Linked DNA regions of Muntiacus reevesi: region 2 is linked to region 1. A link is a contact called in public Hi-C data. All regions are on one chromosome and are shown on one strand. The core of a region is the stretch at or near the end of the contact, and the rest is flanking DNA. Distances in the headings are between cores, read along the strand shown. Region 1 holds the start of MED11 (mediator complex subunit 11). Region 2 holds the start of C18H17orf107 (chromosome 18 C17orf107 homolog).

Region 1 (3,348 bases), core at 37-2,536:
CTCATTTCTTCCCTGAGTTTGAATTTGCTATGCCAGATGATTAGCTGGATTACCTAGGTCACATCACTGTACTTCTATTAACCTCCTCTGTAAAGCGGGGATGACTGTAACTACTTCCGAGAGTTGTTATGGGCTTCCCTGATGGCTCACATGGTAAAGAGTCTGCCTGCAATGCAGGAAACCCGGGGTAGGGAAGATCCCCTGGAGAATGGAATGGCTACCCACTCCAGTATTCTTGCCTAGGAAATTCCATGGACAGAGGAGCCTGGCGGGCTACAGTCCACAGGGTCACAAAGAGTCGGACACAACTGAGAGACTAACAGTTTCACTTTTCAGAGTTGTTATAGGATTAGATAATGCAGAATGTCTAGCACACTGTACAAGTTTAGTACATGGTGCTTCCTGTTGTAATAACCTCAGAACCCTTTCAGTCCTGTTCCTTTTCTCATGAAGTAGCCATCTGGGGCGCTATACACTTGAGGTCAGGTCAAATGTCTAAGGGCAAATCCTATAGCTTTCGTATTGTTTAGATGCCCTCTCCCAGGACTTTCCCACCCACTGGCTCATGTGACGCAACTCAGTGACACAAGAAACCTGTCCTGGAAGGGAGGGATGCTGCCAGGATCGACGGGCCTGCTGGGAAGGGCTGGTCTTGCTTGGCTCCGGGGACCAAAGCTCTGCCCGGTACTCTTGAAGGATAAGGCTAAGGCAGAGAGCTGGGGTGGGAGCGTAGCACGTCCCACCAAACACACCTGAGTGAGATAGCGGATCTGAGCCGACAGCTCCGCTTCCACGTGCTGCACCGACGCGGTGAAGGCCGCTGCCTGTCGGTCTAAGAGCCTCTCGTTGGTTTTTTCCTTGGACAGTTCCAAGATCACGGTACCTGCCAGAGAGGAGAGCAGGCGGGGCTATCCGGAGACTGCCAGTATAGCCCCGCCCCAGGGCCAGCCCCATCCACCCCTACACCCAGTTAGGATCCCTTCCAACCCCATTTGGGCCGCCCATGTGCAAGCGGTCACGCTTGCTCTCGCGCTCGTTACCCCTCTCGTCGTCGTATCTCGAACCTGCATTCTGAAGAATGGCTCCAATTTCTCTTTCGATGTCTTCCAGGGCGCGTAGTCGCTCGTTCGCCAAGCTGTAGGTAGCCATCGTTACCCTGGGGTTTTCTTTTGAGAAATACTACGGAAAAGCGCCCGGAAGTGACTGTCGACTTGCGCCTGCGCAGAGGGCGCACCTTAGCCAACACTACAGTTCCCAGGATGCTCAGCGTGGTCTTTCGTTTCTCGTTTTACCTGGTGAACTACAACTACCAGGGTCTCCTGCGCATGCCCTGCTGCGCGACCCCACCGCGTGACCACCTGTGGTAAGACGGAGTATCGGAAAATCTCCAGCCTAAGGCCATTCAGACCTGTCTACCTTCACAACACTGTTGTGGTCTGTTTAATTTCTTCTACAAGAATTTCTTGAGCGTCTGCGGGTGCTAGGTGATGATGGTAGGACCTCTGGGGTATTACAGACTGGACAGCCATGGACCCTCCGTCTGCCTATCCCACTCCGCCACCTATCGGGGCCCGGGGAAAACGACTTGGTGAGTGTGACATTCGCCGTAGCGCTTCCCTCTGACCCGGAGCTCCGCTAAGACACGGACTGTCAATATATTCTGAGGCGCTTGATCCTGTCAGCTGTTTCCCTCTCTGATTGCTTATTATGTGGTTGGCTCTGGGGATACAAAGGTGAGTGAGGTGGACTCTCACGTGAGGGTGGATAGGTGCTTTATTAGGGATACGCCCAGGGTGTATTTCTAGGAACAGAGACAGGATTCTAGGAGGAAATGTTAGGAGGAAATGTTGCTTGAACTGCATTTGGGGCTTAACCAGGTGGCTGAGAGGTTGGAGTGGAGAAGGGAAAGTCACAGCGATCGCGTAGTGCTGTGAGGGGCCGACACATTGGAAGTCCAGTAAGTTTGACTGGAGTGAACGCAGCGTGGTTGGTGGCTAGGTGTGACTGGGGAGATCGGAGTGGGGAGCCAGACCAGAAAATGGCTTGCAAGCTAAGGAATTTGAACTTTATTTTGAAGGCAAAATAAAGGAAAGATCTTCAGGAAAGATCAATTTTGACAGTTTAGGGAAGGTTGAGAATGAAGCCGGTTTGCCCAGGGTTAGCAATCGAGTGGAGGCTTTTAGTTAAATTTGAGGGATCTAGCATTTAACTTCACTCGTTTTCTAAATCCTATACAATAAGGGGATTTAAGAAAGGGGTCAAGGAAAGAGAGGAGTTATTAATAATAGCAAAACTTTCGATAGAAACTAGAAAAACAGAAAGTCATATGGTTAACTAAACCAGCAGTGAACCGATCTTAGAAGCAACTTGATTTACCCCTAAATCAATGGCATTACAGTGCAGCTGGGCTGTCAGTCAGTTCAGTCACTCAGTCCTGTCGAACTCTTCTACCCCATCGACTGCAGCGTGCCAGGCCTCTCTGTCCATCACCAACTCCCGGAGTTTATTCAGACTCATGTCCATTTAGTCGGTGATGCCATCCATCCATCTCATCTTCTGTCGTCCCCTTCTTCTTCTGCCTTCAATCTTTCCCAGAGTCAGGGTCTTTTCCAATGAGTCAGTTCTTCACATCAGGTGGCCAAAGTATTGGAGTTTCAGCTTCAGCATCAGTCCTTCCAATGAATATTCAGAATTGATTTCCTTTAGGATGGACTGGTTGGATCTCCTTGCTGTCCAAGGGACTCTCAAGAGCCTTCTCTCACACCACAGTTCAAAAGCATCAGTTCTGCACTCAGCTTTTTTTATAGTCCAACTCTCACATCCATACATGATTACTGGAAAAACCATAGCTTTGACTAGACAGACCTTTGTTGGCAAAGTAATGTCTCTGCTTTTTAATAAGCTGTCTAGGTTGGTCATACCTTTTCTTCCAAGGAGCAAATGTCTTTTAATTTTATGGCTGCAGTCATCATCTGCAGTGGTTTTGGAGCCCCCAAAATAAAGTCTGCGACTATATCCACTGTTTCCGCATCTATTTGCCATGGAGTGATGGGACCAGATGCCATGATCTTAGTTTTCTGAATGTTGAGTTTTAAGCCAACTTTTTCACTCTCCACTTTCACTTTTATCAAGAGGCTCTCTAGTTCTTCTTTGCTTTCTGCCATAAGGGTGGTGTCATCTGCATATCTGAGGTTATTGGTATTTCTCCCAGCAATCTTGGTTCCAGCTTGTGTTTCACCCAGTCCAGCATTTCTCATGATGTACTCTGCATATCAGTTAAAAAAGCAGGGTGACAATATACAGCCTTGACGTACTCCTTTCTCAATTTGGAACCAGTTTGTTGTTCCA
Region 2 (3,466 bases), core at 694-3,193, 130 kb before region 1:
AGATCGATATCGACACTGAGGCCTATACTGGTTAGGTCCCCCTACTGCTCCGAAAAACCCGCTTCTAGACGGGTCCCGAGAGGGAACTTGCACAGTGGGGTTGCCCTGGGCCCTCGATGCTGGGACTGACTTTGACAGCCCTGCTTTAACTTGAGCCTTCCCTGAAATCATTCTTGATTGTCGGCCTCGTACTCCTTCCTCCCTTGTGGTGGTTCCGTAAGCTCCCTGGGAACGCCCTTTTCTGACTCAATTACCAGCCCACCTGCCCCACCTGCCCTCGCCCAGATAGCTTTCATTCTCTCCTCGCCTGGAGTTGCAGGACCCCCACCGTCAGATATGGGGACGGAGAGCAGAGCAGGGCGCCACATTCCCCGAGAGCCGGCTGACCGCGCCTCTCCCACCCTGCAGAGAACGGCGAGTGGGCCATCGACTTCTGCCCCGGGGTGATCCGCCGCCACAACGGTGACTCTGCGGGTGGCCCAGGGGAAACTGACGTCATCTACTCGCTCATTATTCGCCGGAAGCCGCTATTCTACGTTATTAACATCATCGTGCCCTGCGTGCTCATCTCGGGCCTGGTGCTGCTCGCCTACTTCTTGCCCGCGCAGGGTATGCGAGTCGCCCAGACCCCAAACCTGGGCCCTTCCTGGGGGGCGGGGCCTGTCCTCATCAGGCTCTCCCTCCAGCCGGCGGCCAGAAATGCACCGTTTCCATCAACGTCCTGCTCGCCCAGACCGTCTTCTTGTTCCTGATTGCCCAGAAAATCCCAGAGACATCTCTGAGCGTGCCGCTGTTGGGCAGGTGAGGGGCGGAGAGGATCCCGGCGGTGCCTACGCGGGGCGTGGATAGCGTGAAGGGCGGGGCCAGACGAGCACGGGGCGGGGCCAGGGGGGTCTCAATACAGAGGGCAGGGCCAATACCTAAGGACTCCGAGTAGCCTTAACTGTATGGTCCCCACCTGGGTTTTATTTGGACGTGGGGCGGGGCTGGGATCGTGGTGGGTTCTTCGGTCCCCCGTCCTCTGCAGTGCTGCTGGACGCCAACTTGAGGTCTCCGGAGCATCTCTGCTGGGGGTGGGCCGGCTCAGTACCACCCAGCCGGGACGCCTCTGGCCCCCAACTCTCCCCTCATCTTGAACTCACCGGTTCTTCAGGGGTTCCGAGGTCCAGCTGGCGTTGCCACTGTTGCAGGAATGAGGCGGACCCCTGCAGACCTCGTCCACACAGGCATAGCCAGGCCCCCTGGAGCAGGAGCCGGGCGCTTGCGCCTGCTGCAGCCCCCACTTGCAGAGCGCCCTGCCCCGTGGCCTGGGCTAACCGGGCCAGGGCTCCGCCCGGATCCCCAGCGTCTGGCCCCGGACCCGGGCCGCCGTCTAGTCGCCGTAGCTCCTGCTGCACCCACAGGGCTGAGATCTGTAGTGGGGATACAGAAGTTGGTGGGGATGCAGAGGTCTCTGCTCCTCAATCCACTTCCCCCACCCCCTCCTCTGTCCCCCGCCCCGGCGCCCCACCTCTAACAAAGTGGCCCCGAAGTTCACTACGCTGGCCGCGGCTTCTCTTAGCACTAGCCCCAGGGTGGGCTTCCCGGCAGGCGGGTTCTCCTGCTCTCGAGGCTCCAGGGACTTCAGTTCTCTGAACCTCTGCTCCAGATACTCATGGGCTGCGGCCGCAACGAGCTCCAGGGAAGACAGAAGCGGGGGCTGGAGGGCTACCTGGAAAGGCACAGGGGCAGTGGTGTCATCGGGACATAGGGCAGAGGTCACCGAGGGGACGCTGGAAACCTTCCCAGAGCGTCTCGAGGTGCAGCCCTTACGGGTATCCGCGTAGGCGCACCTCCGTGGAGCTGTGGAAGTGGTAGACCCACAGCAGGGTTTCCAGGGAACTGGGGGTCCCCTTCATGGTTGCCACTGGCCGTGTGAGGGCGGAGAGAAAGACTGGGCCGGAGGGCGGACCGTCTGGCCCCGCCAGGAGGAGTAGCTTCACGCGTGCGGAAAGGTGCGTTTGTGAGGTCAGAGGACCAGCGGCAGCTCTGTGGCTCAGGGGAGGCTGTGACATCACGAACTCTGGGCTCCTCAGGTACCTCATTTTCGTCATGGTGGTTGCCACACTCATTGTCATGAATTGCGTCATCGTGCTCAACGTGTCATTGCGGACGCCCACCACTCACGCCATGTCCCCGCGGCTGCGCCACGTAAGCACCCGGTGGGCGGGCTCCGGGCAGGAGGTGGGGCTTCAAGCTAACCTCGCCCCGCCCCGCCCCACCCACCCCACCCCAGGTGTTGCTGGAGCTGCTGCCCCAACTCCTGGGCTCCGGCGCGCCCCCCGAGATCCCCCGGGCTGCCTCGCCCCCAAGGCGGGCGTCATCGCTGGGCCTCCTGCTCCGCGCGGAGGAGCTGATACTGAAAAAGCCGCGGAGCGAACTCGTGTTTGAGCAGCAGAGGCACCGGCACGGAACCTGGACCGGTGAGCGGACTGGGCCGGGTGGGCCAAGGGGGGCGCCTTCAAGGGCGAGGCTCTAGATCACCCACCCCGGGTCGCCCCCACCAGCTACCCTGTGCCAGAACCTGGGCGCTGCCGCCCCCGAGATCCGCTGCTGTGTGGATGCCGTGAACTTCGTGGCTTCGAGCACGCGGGACCAGGAGGCCTCTGGCGAGGTGGGGCGGGAGCACCCAGGTGGGGTGGGGCGCTAGGGGGCCTCCACCATCCCTGACTCCTGCAAAGCTGGCTCCTGCAGCTTTTAGGGACTCAACCTGTGCCCACCCCTTCCCCAGGAGGTGTCCGACTGGGTGCGCATGGGGAAGGCCCTTGACAACATCTGCTTCTGGGCCGCTCTGGTCCTCTTCCTCATGGGCTCCAGCCTCATCTTCCTCGGGGCCTACTTCAACCGAGTGCCCCAGCTGCCTTATCCGCCGTGTATGTAGACCTGAGGCCACAGCCACACCGACAAGAATTCCCACTCATCTCCAGGAGGATATTTGAAAAACACCTTGCTACCACTGCTGCATTACTATCCTTTCCCACTGCCAACGATAAATCTGTATTCAACTTCACAAGAAGTCATGCGTGTGCACATGTGTGGGTCGAGCCACCTGGCTGGCATCAGAAAGAGCTGTAGATGGTGCAGGCAGGCTCCTGCATGTCAGCCCTCCGGAAAGCAAGAACCACTCTCACTTCAGTCTTCCTGACCTCCCAGTTTTTCTTGGGCCCCAGGCCCATGTGATCCTCTAGCCCTGTGAGCCTCTCAGAGGCTAAACAGGAGAGACCCATTTGCAAGACTTGCACATTGAGAGGCTGAAGCCAGGCACCTCTGTGGCCTGGCCAGGCTGGAGTGGGTAGGGACCGAACGGTCCCAGCTCCAGGTCCACAGGTTTAAGGCGGAGGATGCCTGGGCCGTCCCTTAGTTATTTCTTGTAGGTTCTCTCAGCCCAGCACTGCCCATCCACCCCCTCTCCTCTAAGGCTCAGGGA

The links. Hi-C and Micro-C count contacts between places; a contact is called where the count stands out from the background.
Region 2: a Hi-C map of blood shows a contact between it and region 1, with 2.4 times the contacts expected there. The contact joins the promoter of C18H17orf107 here to the promoter of MED11 in region 1. A contact is called at or near these places in 2 of 3 Hi-C or Micro-C datasets (blood and muscle).

The regions. Positions count from the first base shown.
Region 1 is chr18:35,321,143-35,324,490 of mMunRee1.1, reverse strand. It overlaps MED11 (mediator complex subunit 11), which reads right to left and starts at 1,286. Exons shown (of 3, transcript XM_065909753.1): 1 at 1,065-1,286; 2 at 753-883. The coding sequence starts at 1,149. PELP1 (proline, glutamate and leucine rich protein 1) reads left to right here and starts at 1,253. Exons shown (of 19, transcript XM_065909741.1): 1 at 1,253-1,588.
Region 2 is chr18:35,455,061-35,458,526 of mMunRee1.1, reverse strand. C18H17orf107 (chromosome 18 C17orf107 homolog) reads right to left here and starts at 1,943. Exons shown (of 3, transcript XM_065909628.1): 1 at 1,833-1,943; 2 at 1,511-1,711; 3 at 1,128-1,412. The coding sequence starts at 1,898. The coding sequence ends at 1,128. CHRNE (cholinergic receptor nicotinic epsilon subunit) reads left to right here. Exons shown (of 12, transcript XM_065909231.1): 6 at 1-30; 7 at 409-609; 8 at 687-801; 9 at 2,076-2,190; 10 at 2,276-2,462; 11 at 2,547-2,653; 12 at 2,771-3,055. The coding sequence ends at 2,920.